Regions from separate parts of the Mus musculus genome. Here all the other regions are linked to region 3. Evidence: chromatin contacts called from public Micro-C and promoter capture Hi-C data. All regions are on one chromosome and are shown on one strand. The core of a region is the stretch at or near the end of the contact, and the rest is flanking DNA. Distances in the headings are between cores, read along the strand shown. Region 1 has its middle 16 kb from the start of Ralgds. Region 2 holds the start of Ralgds (ral guanine nucleotide dissociation stimulator). Region 3 holds the start of Ppp1r26 (protein phosphatase 1, regulatory subunit 26).

Evidence for each region. Hi-C and Micro-C count contacts between places; a contact is called where the count stands out from the background. Capture Hi-C pulls out chosen DNA fragments and counts their contacts.
Region 1: a Micro-C map of embryonic stem cells shows a contact between it and region 3, with 2.9 times the contacts expected there. The contact joins the enhancer-like site here to the promoter of Ppp1r26 in region 3. A contact is called at or near these places in 1 of 39 promoter capture datasets (macrophages), 5 of 484 Hi-C or Micro-C datasets (8-cell embryo, embryonic stem cells and stem cell-derived neural progenitor cells), 3 of 115 datasets of contacts at active chromatin or transcription factors (embryonic stem cells and memory CD8 T cells) and 3 of 9 other capture datasets (adipose tissue, liver and pancreatic islet).
Region 2: a contact with region 3 is called in a promoter capture Hi-C map of pancreatic islet. The contact joins the promoter of Ralgds here to the promoter of Ppp1r26 in region 3. A contact is called at or near these places in 9 of 39 promoter capture datasets (3T3-L1-derived adipocytes, the HPC-7 cell line, cranial neural crest and 6 more), 2 of 484 Hi-C or Micro-C datasets (embryonic stem cells and palatal mesenchyme), 4 of 115 datasets of contacts at active chromatin or transcription factors (embryonic stem cells and epiblast stem cells) and 3 of 9 other capture datasets (adipose tissue, liver and pancreatic islet).

What each region holds. Positions count from the first base shown.
Region 1 is chr2:28,515,799-28,518,847 of GRCm38.p6, reverse strand. It overlaps a transcript of Ralgds not described here. Among named protein-coding and RNA genes, the nearest start is that of Ralgds, 16 kb to the left of the region's middle. Within about 2 kb of position 1,412, at least 225 of the 459 cell types and tissues checked have an H3K27ac peak or open chromatin away from gene starts, as enhancers often do. A contact at or near this core is called in adipose tissue, embryonic stem cells, liver and 2 more, where this site is marked.
Region 2 is chr2:28,532,210-28,535,219 of GRCm38.p6, reverse strand. It overlaps Ralgds (ral guanine nucleotide dissociation stimulator), which reads right to left and starts at 1,756. Exons shown (of 18, transcript NM_001145835.1): 1 at 1,487-1,756. The coding sequence starts at 1,669.
Region 3 is chr2:28,445,159-28,448,218 of GRCm38.p6, reverse strand. Ppp1r26 (protein phosphatase 1, regulatory subunit 26) reads right to left here and starts at 1,373. Exons shown (of 4, transcript NM_001005420.2): 1 at 1,323-1,373; 2 at 237-334.

The DNA of each region.
Region 1 (3,049 bases), core at 163-2,662, 71 kb before region 3:
GGGGACTCTTGGTCTTTGCCACACCTGGGATGCTGCCGTGCCCCAGGACTAGGGAGTCCGGGGCTACAGGGTATTTGTGTTGTTAAAACATCGTGCCTGTCCCTCTGGAATGGCCGGCACCAGGCTACAATTGACTGTACAGCTGATTCTGAATCTTTCTGACATTCTACCACTGTCCAATTGTCACTCGGATATCTAGAAAATGGCATTGGTTGCTAAGGGACTGGCCTGATGGTAGGCAGCTGCAGCTTGGGGTAATAGGAAGAGGGAGTAGACTGGGGTTTCTCTCAGTAAGGATCCTGGGGCTGTGGGCTGCTAGGCCCTATATGGAGGTGTGGGTGGATCAACCACAGGAGGTAACCACTCAGAGCTAAGAGCCACACACAGGCGGTGGGAAAGCCCCTAGCCGGGAGTCTTCCTGCAGGTATTTTGGGGGACTATGGTTGCTAAGCAACTGTACTAGGTTGCCATGGGAACTCTCCCTTCTTCTGGGACTTGTCATTTTTATGGAGATGCCACATTCCTTCCCATCTCTACCTCCTCAGGCTGTCTCAGCTACCTGTAAGGGGCCCTGGAGGCTCCCCAAACCTACCTTTGCCTACAAGGAAGCCACCTATCCAAGAAAGTACTATGCCTCTAAGACTCAGTTTGGGGGTGTGTGTGTAGGGGATTCAGGTCTCACAGTGTACCTCAGGATGACCTTGAACTCATAATTCTCCTGCCTCAGCTGGGATTGCAGTCGTGCACCACCCCGTGACCCTCTAAGAGAGGATTCTCTTGAGGTTCAAGACCCAACACAGAAAGCAGAGTTGAGGCCCTCATTAGAGTCAGGGGGATGAAAAAAATCTGTCTAGCTTGGTTTGCATCTCCATTCCTGCTAACCACCAACTCAGGCTCTTCCTGCCTTGACAGGGCTCTGACCACTAGAAGCCCAGTATAACTGGAAGGCATTCTCCGCCCTAGCCCTGGTGCCTGGCCCCTCCCTGGCTTGTCTGTAAAGGAGTGTCACCTGGGGCTTGCCATTACCCAACCAGGGGTTGTCCCCATGCCCAGCCAACCAGTGTTGGCAGCAGGCCATGCTGGGTAGACATGCCTCCTCTGGGACAGGCTAAGGCTAAGGTCCCTGCCAGCCATGTGTTGTATAAGCAGCTCACCTTTCCCTAAAACTACTTCTTGTGGCCTGTGGTAATAGGTAGGGGAGCTGTCTGGAAACTGCAGTAGGCCAAGGCAACTTACTGGTGACGAGCCAGAGGGAGGCAAAGTCCAGGCCCCAAGGTGTGTGTGTTGGGGAGAGGGGGTGGGGGAGAAGCTGAGGTCTCCTCAGTGGTTACCAGCAACACCCTGCTGCTCGCCTGCTCTCATTCTGATTTCCTTCAGTGTGTGTCACCAAGGATGACTCCTGACCTGTTTACAGTTTGCTTTGTCTCCTGGCAACCAGATGAGCTTTTGTGGAAACTCGGGACAGGGCAGTGCAGTACTGAACTTCCACACCAGAGGTTACAGCGCCACCTGCTGGTGCTACCATTGGTGGCCTTCAAGCCTTCCTACACAGGTGAAATTCTGCCAGATCCTAAGGAACCTGGCCTTCCCTATAACCCTCCTCACAGGCTCAGCTGTGTCCTTCCAAAAGCCCTTGGGTCCTGCAGATCCAGGCAACACAAGGCTAGACTGGGATGGGGTCAGGTCAGGGCTCACTCTCTCACTCTCACACACTCTCTCTCTCTCTCTCTCTCTCTCTCTCTCTCACACACACACACACACACACACACACACACACACACACACACACACACACGATGTCCTTACAGTAATGGAGACAACCAGACACAGACACACAGAGACACAGACACACAGAGGCAGCTGTGTGGAGGCAGAGGACTACAGACACGTTTAGGGGGATTTAAAGCTAAGGACTACAGCCATGCCAGAAGCTGTGGTTCAGTGGTGTTGATGCCTTGCTTTTAGGCTTCTGTCCTCTAGAACCACGAGAGATTTCTGTTGCACAGGGTCATCCAGTATATGGCATTCTGCTAGAGCAGCCACAGGACACTAACACAACGTACCAGGCCTGTCACCTTTTTGTCACCGTCATGCCTACCTCGCTGACTCTTGTCTCGCTCCCTGTCAGCTTTCTGCACTGCTCTTCCTGCTTTCTCTCGTGTGGCTGACCTATGAGATGCACAAGCACATGGATGAATGGCTCTCCAGCTCTGCTACTTCACCAAGTTCAGACAACCGTAAAAGTCAGAAGCTGGGGAAATGGCTCAGAGGTTACAGGGCCAGGACCTCCACGACTCAGGCAAATGCCTGATGGCTGTGGCTATCCAGACAGATATAAATCTAGCCTCAAAGGATAGAGACGGAATCTCCAGAGCAAGCTGGCCAGCAAGCCCAGCCCTATTAGTTGAGACCCTGCCTCCCTCAATGATCACAGCACCTACCATATGCATGTGCCAACACATGCATCTACGCCCAGTGTGTTGGAGTTCCCAGCACTCGGAAGAGGATGTCTGTGAGTTCTGGGGTCTACACAGTGAGTTCCAGGATAGCTAGTGCTATGTAGAGACCCAGTCTCAAAACAAATGAACCAAAACTCATGCACAACATATATACACATATATGTATAACACACATACCTGAAAATGGAAGAGGAAAAAGTCAAGAGACAGCAGCAGGTGTGCAGATGGGGGGTGGGGTGGGGTGGGGTGACAGCAATGAAGGCAATAGCAGGTGAGGAAGAAGATGCTTCCTGCTGCTCATGGCCACCCTGGTGCCAGGACAACCAACCTCTGTGTTTCCATATCCCTGGCCCTTCGATCTCAGGAGGCTAAAGGCCATGTGAGTCACCCATCTCTGTCCTTTGTTTTCCTCTCAAGGCCTACCTGGTCTCCCATAAGCACAGTGGAGACTCATTCCAGCACCTACTTGACCGTGTGTGTGTGTGTGTGTGTGTGTGTGTGTGTATGTGTGTGTAAGATGACACCGTAACACTTGGGGACTGCTGTCAGCTGTGACTAAAACACAACCTTAAGAGTTGGAAGAATTGTGG
Region 2 (3,010 bases), core at 507-3,006, 87 kb before region 3:
CTAGGTCGGTGGTGGCTTGACTTAGAACTGAGAGAGTAGGCAGATGCCCAGATGTGTGAGGACATCTGGCAACCCCAGGCTGATGGAAACAAATGACAGAAGACGAAAGGCAAAGACAGAGAGTGCAGGGACCTTAATTGGATTGATTTCATTTCTGGACCTGGGTCTGCTACCAGGAAACCAGACTCAGGATGGGGATGGGAGGGAATTATTGGCAAAACAGACAGGGATTTCCCTGCCCCCTCCCCCAGGCGAATGCTAAATGGTCATTGTGTTCAGTTTCCGGCTGTGGCCTCCTCTCCTGCCAGGACCCTGGCTTTCCTGACCCAGCCAGAAGCTTCCCTCTGATTTCTAAACGGTGACCAGGCTGCATGACAACACAGAGGCCTGGAGAGAGGGCAGCAGAGGAGGCACAGATAGCAGCAACCCATGCAGGAACAGAACCTTTCAACAGCCCTGCCACAAAGGGTCCTTAGGGATGTAGCCAGACAGAGTCAGAGAGAAGCTTGACACCCCCCTCCAGGAGTGATCAGGCTAGGCCCTTCCAGCACACAAAGCCGGAGACTCTGCCAGACATAATGAAAGCCAGATGAGTGCAGGGCTGGTGGTGGGCCGCCCACCACCAAGCTCCCCGGAGTCCCTCCCCAGCCGCCTCCAGGATGAGACCACTGGGTGAATGAGCAGCCTGGCTTGGGACACCTGCCAAGCACAAGAGGCCTCCTAGGCCTGGGGGCCCCATGACCAGAAGTTCCCGAGTATGCTTTGTCTGAGCCTTCTCTAGGCAGAGCAGGATGCAGGGCTGCCTTGGGATTCCACTACCCCTGGGGCATGGTGGCAGGTGTACACTAAGGTGAAAGGAAGAGGGCACTGCTGGGTGTCCCTGCCCAGGACACTAGAAACAAGCTCCTACCCACATTCACTATTCCCACCACCCACACATAAGGGCATGGTCTCTGAATCTTCCAGCCCATCCCACTCCCTTCCTGCCACTGCCTCCTCTGAACAGCCTCGATGTTCCCGGGTCATTAGACCTATGTCTGACTCAGTGATGGGTATTCAAAGGCCCCTGAGGTCCCACTCACCTCTGGGGAGTTTAGGGCTGTGCCACCACAACCACTTGCTGGCCCACTATATTGTGGCCTCCTCGTGTCACGCGCCCCATTGACAAGGGTTTGAAATGAGGATAGGCCCTCGTGGTTGGAGCATTCACACACCACAGGCGTGTAAATAGTGACAGCATGGAGGGGCTTAAAGGTTTGACTGACTGCAGTAATTGGGGTTGTCACACCTGTGATGAGTGGGAGCAGGTACTGGGATGAATTGAGGGGGCACGGGAATTCAGCTCTGATTCCCCACCTACTGCTGAGGGTGTGCTGGAAGCTGTAATGCCCAACTGGCTGCCCCAGGGCTGATACAGCAGGGGGACTTCTGAGGAAGGAACCCCCCAGCCACACACAATGCTGCAAAGGACGTTGGGCTCACCCACCTCCAGGCGCGGCAGATCAGGGTCGAGCTGCGTGAAGCTGTGCAGCACCACTGGGCAGCTGTCGGGGACGCCCACCTCCAGGCGCACGGCGTCCCACACGCTGCGGCTGCGCCGGGAACCGGGAAACAACGGCTCGGTGCCCCCTATGGGCCCGGCCGCCTCAGCCCACATGCGCTGCACCATGGACGACTCACGGTGGCGCGGGTGGCCGGCGGGCCGCGAGACCCGGGGCAGCGCGGGGCGCAGGGCCGGCGCGGCTCCGCGCTGCCTGCGCTCTGCGCCAGAGGCCGGGCCTCGCTGATGTCAGCTGGGGGCGTGGGCTGCTGGGGGAGTGGTTTCAGAGGGGGCGTGGGCCTCCTCTAGTTGGCAGGCCTGGTGGACAGCGCTTGCATACACAGTCTATGTATTGTGTGGGCGGCCCGTGATGCTGTTTTGCTGAAATCAGATCCACTTCCCGGGAATTCCAGTTACAACACCCCCTAGCTCTGTAGCCTCAGTTTCTTCACCTGGAAAGTATGGGTAATGAAAATGACTTCCTCCAAGAGTGTGACTGGGAGGATGTCAATGAGGTCACTGACTATGTGCTCATATATTAGAGTATGGGGAAGGGTGACCCTGAGGATTGATTGGGCTCAGTGTCCACAGGGCGTTGGCATCCAGTCCAAGCTCCATTGGGAGAGGGATGCTTCCAGCCTCAGCTCCAGTCACCACAGTCATGCACAAACTAGACAAACCTACTATGCAAAAGCAATGCTGGTTACCACTAGGTGAGGTGGCGTACTTTTAAAGGCTTGTTTATTTTATTGTATGTGTACTGTTATTTGCCATGCATGTGTGTACATTGCAGACATGGTAGACGCTGATGCCTGAGGGGAACAAACTGTGAATGCTGGGCCATCTCTCCCGCCACAAGGCCTAAATTTTCTTTGAAATTTTTAATTGTCAGAAAGTATTTTTATGAACAGGCTCCAGTGAATATGATTTAAGAAAAAGATAGGCAGATTTGGCTAGGTGTGGAGATCCCCTAAGGCTGCTCAGAAGCCCGGGCTCTGCCCTATCTCCAGGAAGTCCAGGCGTGTGGGGGTATATCACAGGAAGGCAGTGGCTCCCACACATTCTGTAGGCTTTTCCCCAGCCCCATTCCTGGGCCAAGGACCCGGCAGCAGCTCAGCTTTGTTTCCTGACCCTGCTGCTCTCTCCTATTCTGGCTTTCTTTTTCTAAGGGCCACTTCTCTCTGATACTTAGTCCCCAGGCGTCAACCCTGCGGGCAGGCCGTCGGCAGGCAGGCTGCCTCCAGACACACTAATTGCAGGGATGGACGGTGGCAGAGGTGAGGTTCCATCATCTACTCTGCTTTTCTGGTTGCTGTCCACCTGTTTTATCAAGTTCCTTTCCTGTCTCGCTCTGCATTTCCCTCCTGGGAAGTCTGTTCATGGATATCACATGCACAGACACAGAAACACAGACACACATATGTGTAGGCAGATACACAGAGACATAAAGCCACACAGACAGACAGACAG
Region 3 (3,060 bases), core at 124-2,623:
CCTTAATCTCAGGTGAAGGCCAGAGGATCAGGAGTTCAAGGCTAGTACTGGTTCCTTATCTAGTTCAAAGACAGTATCTGGGCTACTTGATGCTGTCTCAACCCACCAAAGTAAACACAACAAAAAGTGCTTTCCCCGTTGGGGCAGGGCAGGGTGGGATGGGGTGAGTAACATTAATATCTTAACATGACAGCAGGTGCAGAGCCGAGGGAATAAATCAGTTTATTTCCACTCACCTGCTCACAGCTTATAACGATGGACCCAGAACTGAGCTCCTCTGACAGTCTTAATGGTTGTTGGTCCAGCTACCTGGTCAATCTTGGGAGCTGTCACTCTGGAGAACCATGAACTTCACAGTTAGAAATGTGAGCTGAAGCCAGAATTGGGGCTTTAAACTGGAGGCTCTGGGAATCAGGTTTCCAGGGTGGTTGTGGGTACAATCATCACCCCTCTCTGCCCCCCCCCCCCCAGCATGGACTCTGCACTTAACTTATGATGTAGAGGGCCCTGTACTCCAACTTAAAGTGGGTGTGGGTAAGATTTGGTCCTTAGGAGCCAGAGGTGCTGACAAGATTCGGCCCCCAGAAAAATTGTTGTGACTGCCAATCCCTGTGCACAGTGCTGGAAGCAAGGGGAGACAGATCCCCCTGCTGCCTGAGTACTGACTGCTCTTCTCACTGTCTGAGAGGGAGCCGCAGTCTGGTCTTCAGCAGGTTAATGCCAACCCTTCTCCAGTCAGTGGCAGGGCCTCCGGCTGGTCTGTGCCCCCATCCATCCATCCCCCCCGAGTAATTTTCTGGGATCCCAGGCTTAGGGAATCCGGGAGTCTCGAAGCTGTTCGTGGCAGGTCGAGAAGGCAGCCTTGAAGGCCAGGCCGGCCTCAGTGACCGGGAGCCCGCCCCTCACCTGAGCCACACCTGGGCCCGCCCGGCGCCCGCTGGCTCTCGAGGAACGCAGGGCGCAACAAGCGCCAGGCATCCGCGAGAGGCGCCTCCCGGGGGCCGGGACCCTCTCCCGTGATAACACCAGCCTCAGCCACCAACCCGATCCGGACCCTGCACGCCGCGGCCTGCACCACGAAGCCAGCCCAGCTGCCCGCCCTGCGCCCCGCGTCCCGGGAGGCGCCGGGCCCGGAGAGCGGGGAAGCACGGACACTCCCGCCCCGCCCTCCCTCGGTCGGGCGCCCGCAGCCACCGCGGAGTCCCGCGGGGACTCAGGGGCCCGGCGCGCCGTGGGAGCGCGGGAAAGGAGGGCGGGGCCGGCGCGGCGAGGGGCGGGGCGACCCCCACCCCCCACCCCGGGCCGTCTCTCCCGCCACCTACCCGCGGCGGCGGCGACCGCGCTCCGGAAGCCGTGCCCGGTGGCTGGGCATCATGGGAATGGCACGGCCGAGTTCCGGGGGAGGCGCGCGGCCCGGCCGGACCCCCGCCCGCGAGAGCGCGCCCACCTGCACTGCGAGCGCCCGCGCTCGGACACGCACGGCGCGCGGGAGGAGCGCATGGGGCAGCTTGGAAACGGCCGCGGCGCCCGCGGGACTCGGAGCCTGCGCGGGGACCCTCCTTGTCCTCCCACCCGGGGCCTGGCGCAGCTCCGGGCGCCGAGAGCGTGCGCAGCCCAGGGGTTCAGGAGGTCGCGCGCGTCGGCAAGTTGGCCACGGCGAGAGGCGTGGCCGTGAAGAGAAGGAGGGCGGCCGGACCCTCGCACATACCTTCTTTTTGGTCCAGATCCAGTGGCCCCCGCGTGCCTGGCATCTGCTCACAGTTGCCCTTCCTATCCTCAAACACAGCAAAGGTGTGCTTCCTTGCCTGCAGTTTGCACCCAGCTCAAGATTGTGCTTAGTTTGCCTGCTCTGGACACCGCGGGGCCTTCTGGGCTACCCAAGTCCCTTTACATTGTAGAACGCTTCTATATGTCTATGCACAATGCCCCCTCTCCCCACTTTAGCCAGATCTTAGAGTGTGCTTAAAGATAGGAACCCTGAGGCTGAGGAGAACTAAGCAACAGGAGTCATGCAGGGTGACCTTGCTCCACATTCACACCAGTGGTCTTAGGAACAGGTGGGATAGGACTAGCTTCCGCCAACGCGGTCAGGATTATACAGTGGAATTTCTTGGCTCTGTGGCACACTGTATGTGATGTCGGAAATCTCCCTAGTTTTCTTTTACTTTTTAGACATGTCTGGAGATTCTGTATTGATCATGTCAGGGAACAAGCCAGGCTCACCCCCGGCCCTAGGCACTCACCCTGTCTGATAAGGCAGAGGAAATGATTAGAGAGTGCCAGGGATCTGACAGGAGAAACCCCTAGAGACTTGTTATATAAATGAGCCTGACCTCAAACTTACACAGATCCACTCGCCTCTGTCTTCAGAGTGTTGGGATTAAAGGCAAGTGCCATCACACCTGGCCTGAGTTTTTGTCACTATGAAGTAATATTATGAACATTTAGAGAGAATTACACAACCAATAATACCATCACCAAGATGTAGCTGTAGGCCTATTTTGGAATGCTTTTAGTGTTGTGAGAAACACCTTTGGGTGTCCCTGAAGCCACTCTGTGTATGTCTCCTGGTCTAATGCCTAGAAGACAGTAGTCTGCTTGGGAGAGATGCGAGGTGCTGACACTTGGCAGGTGCCCTTCAGAGATGAGGACTGTTTGGTTATTTTCTACTGCTGTGAAGAGACACCATGACCAAGGCAACTTATAGAAGAAAGAGTTTATTAAGCTTACGGTTTCAAAGGGTGAGTTCATTCCACCATGGCAGGGAGCATGGCAGCAGACAGGCAGGCATGGTGCTGGAGCGATAGCCGAGAGCTTACATCTTGACCCACAAGCCTGACACAGAGAAAGCAAATTGAAACCTTTGAAACCTCAAAGCCCATGCCCAGTGACTCACCTTCACTAAGACCACACCCCCTAGCCCTCCCCAAAAACAGGTCCACCAATCAGGGACCAAGCAGTCAAACCTAAGAGCCTCTCATTTTGTCACCACAGGGATCTACCTCACTGCCTTCAGGGTAAGCAGATATTTCCCACTTCCTGCCAGCTTGTAGAGCTGCC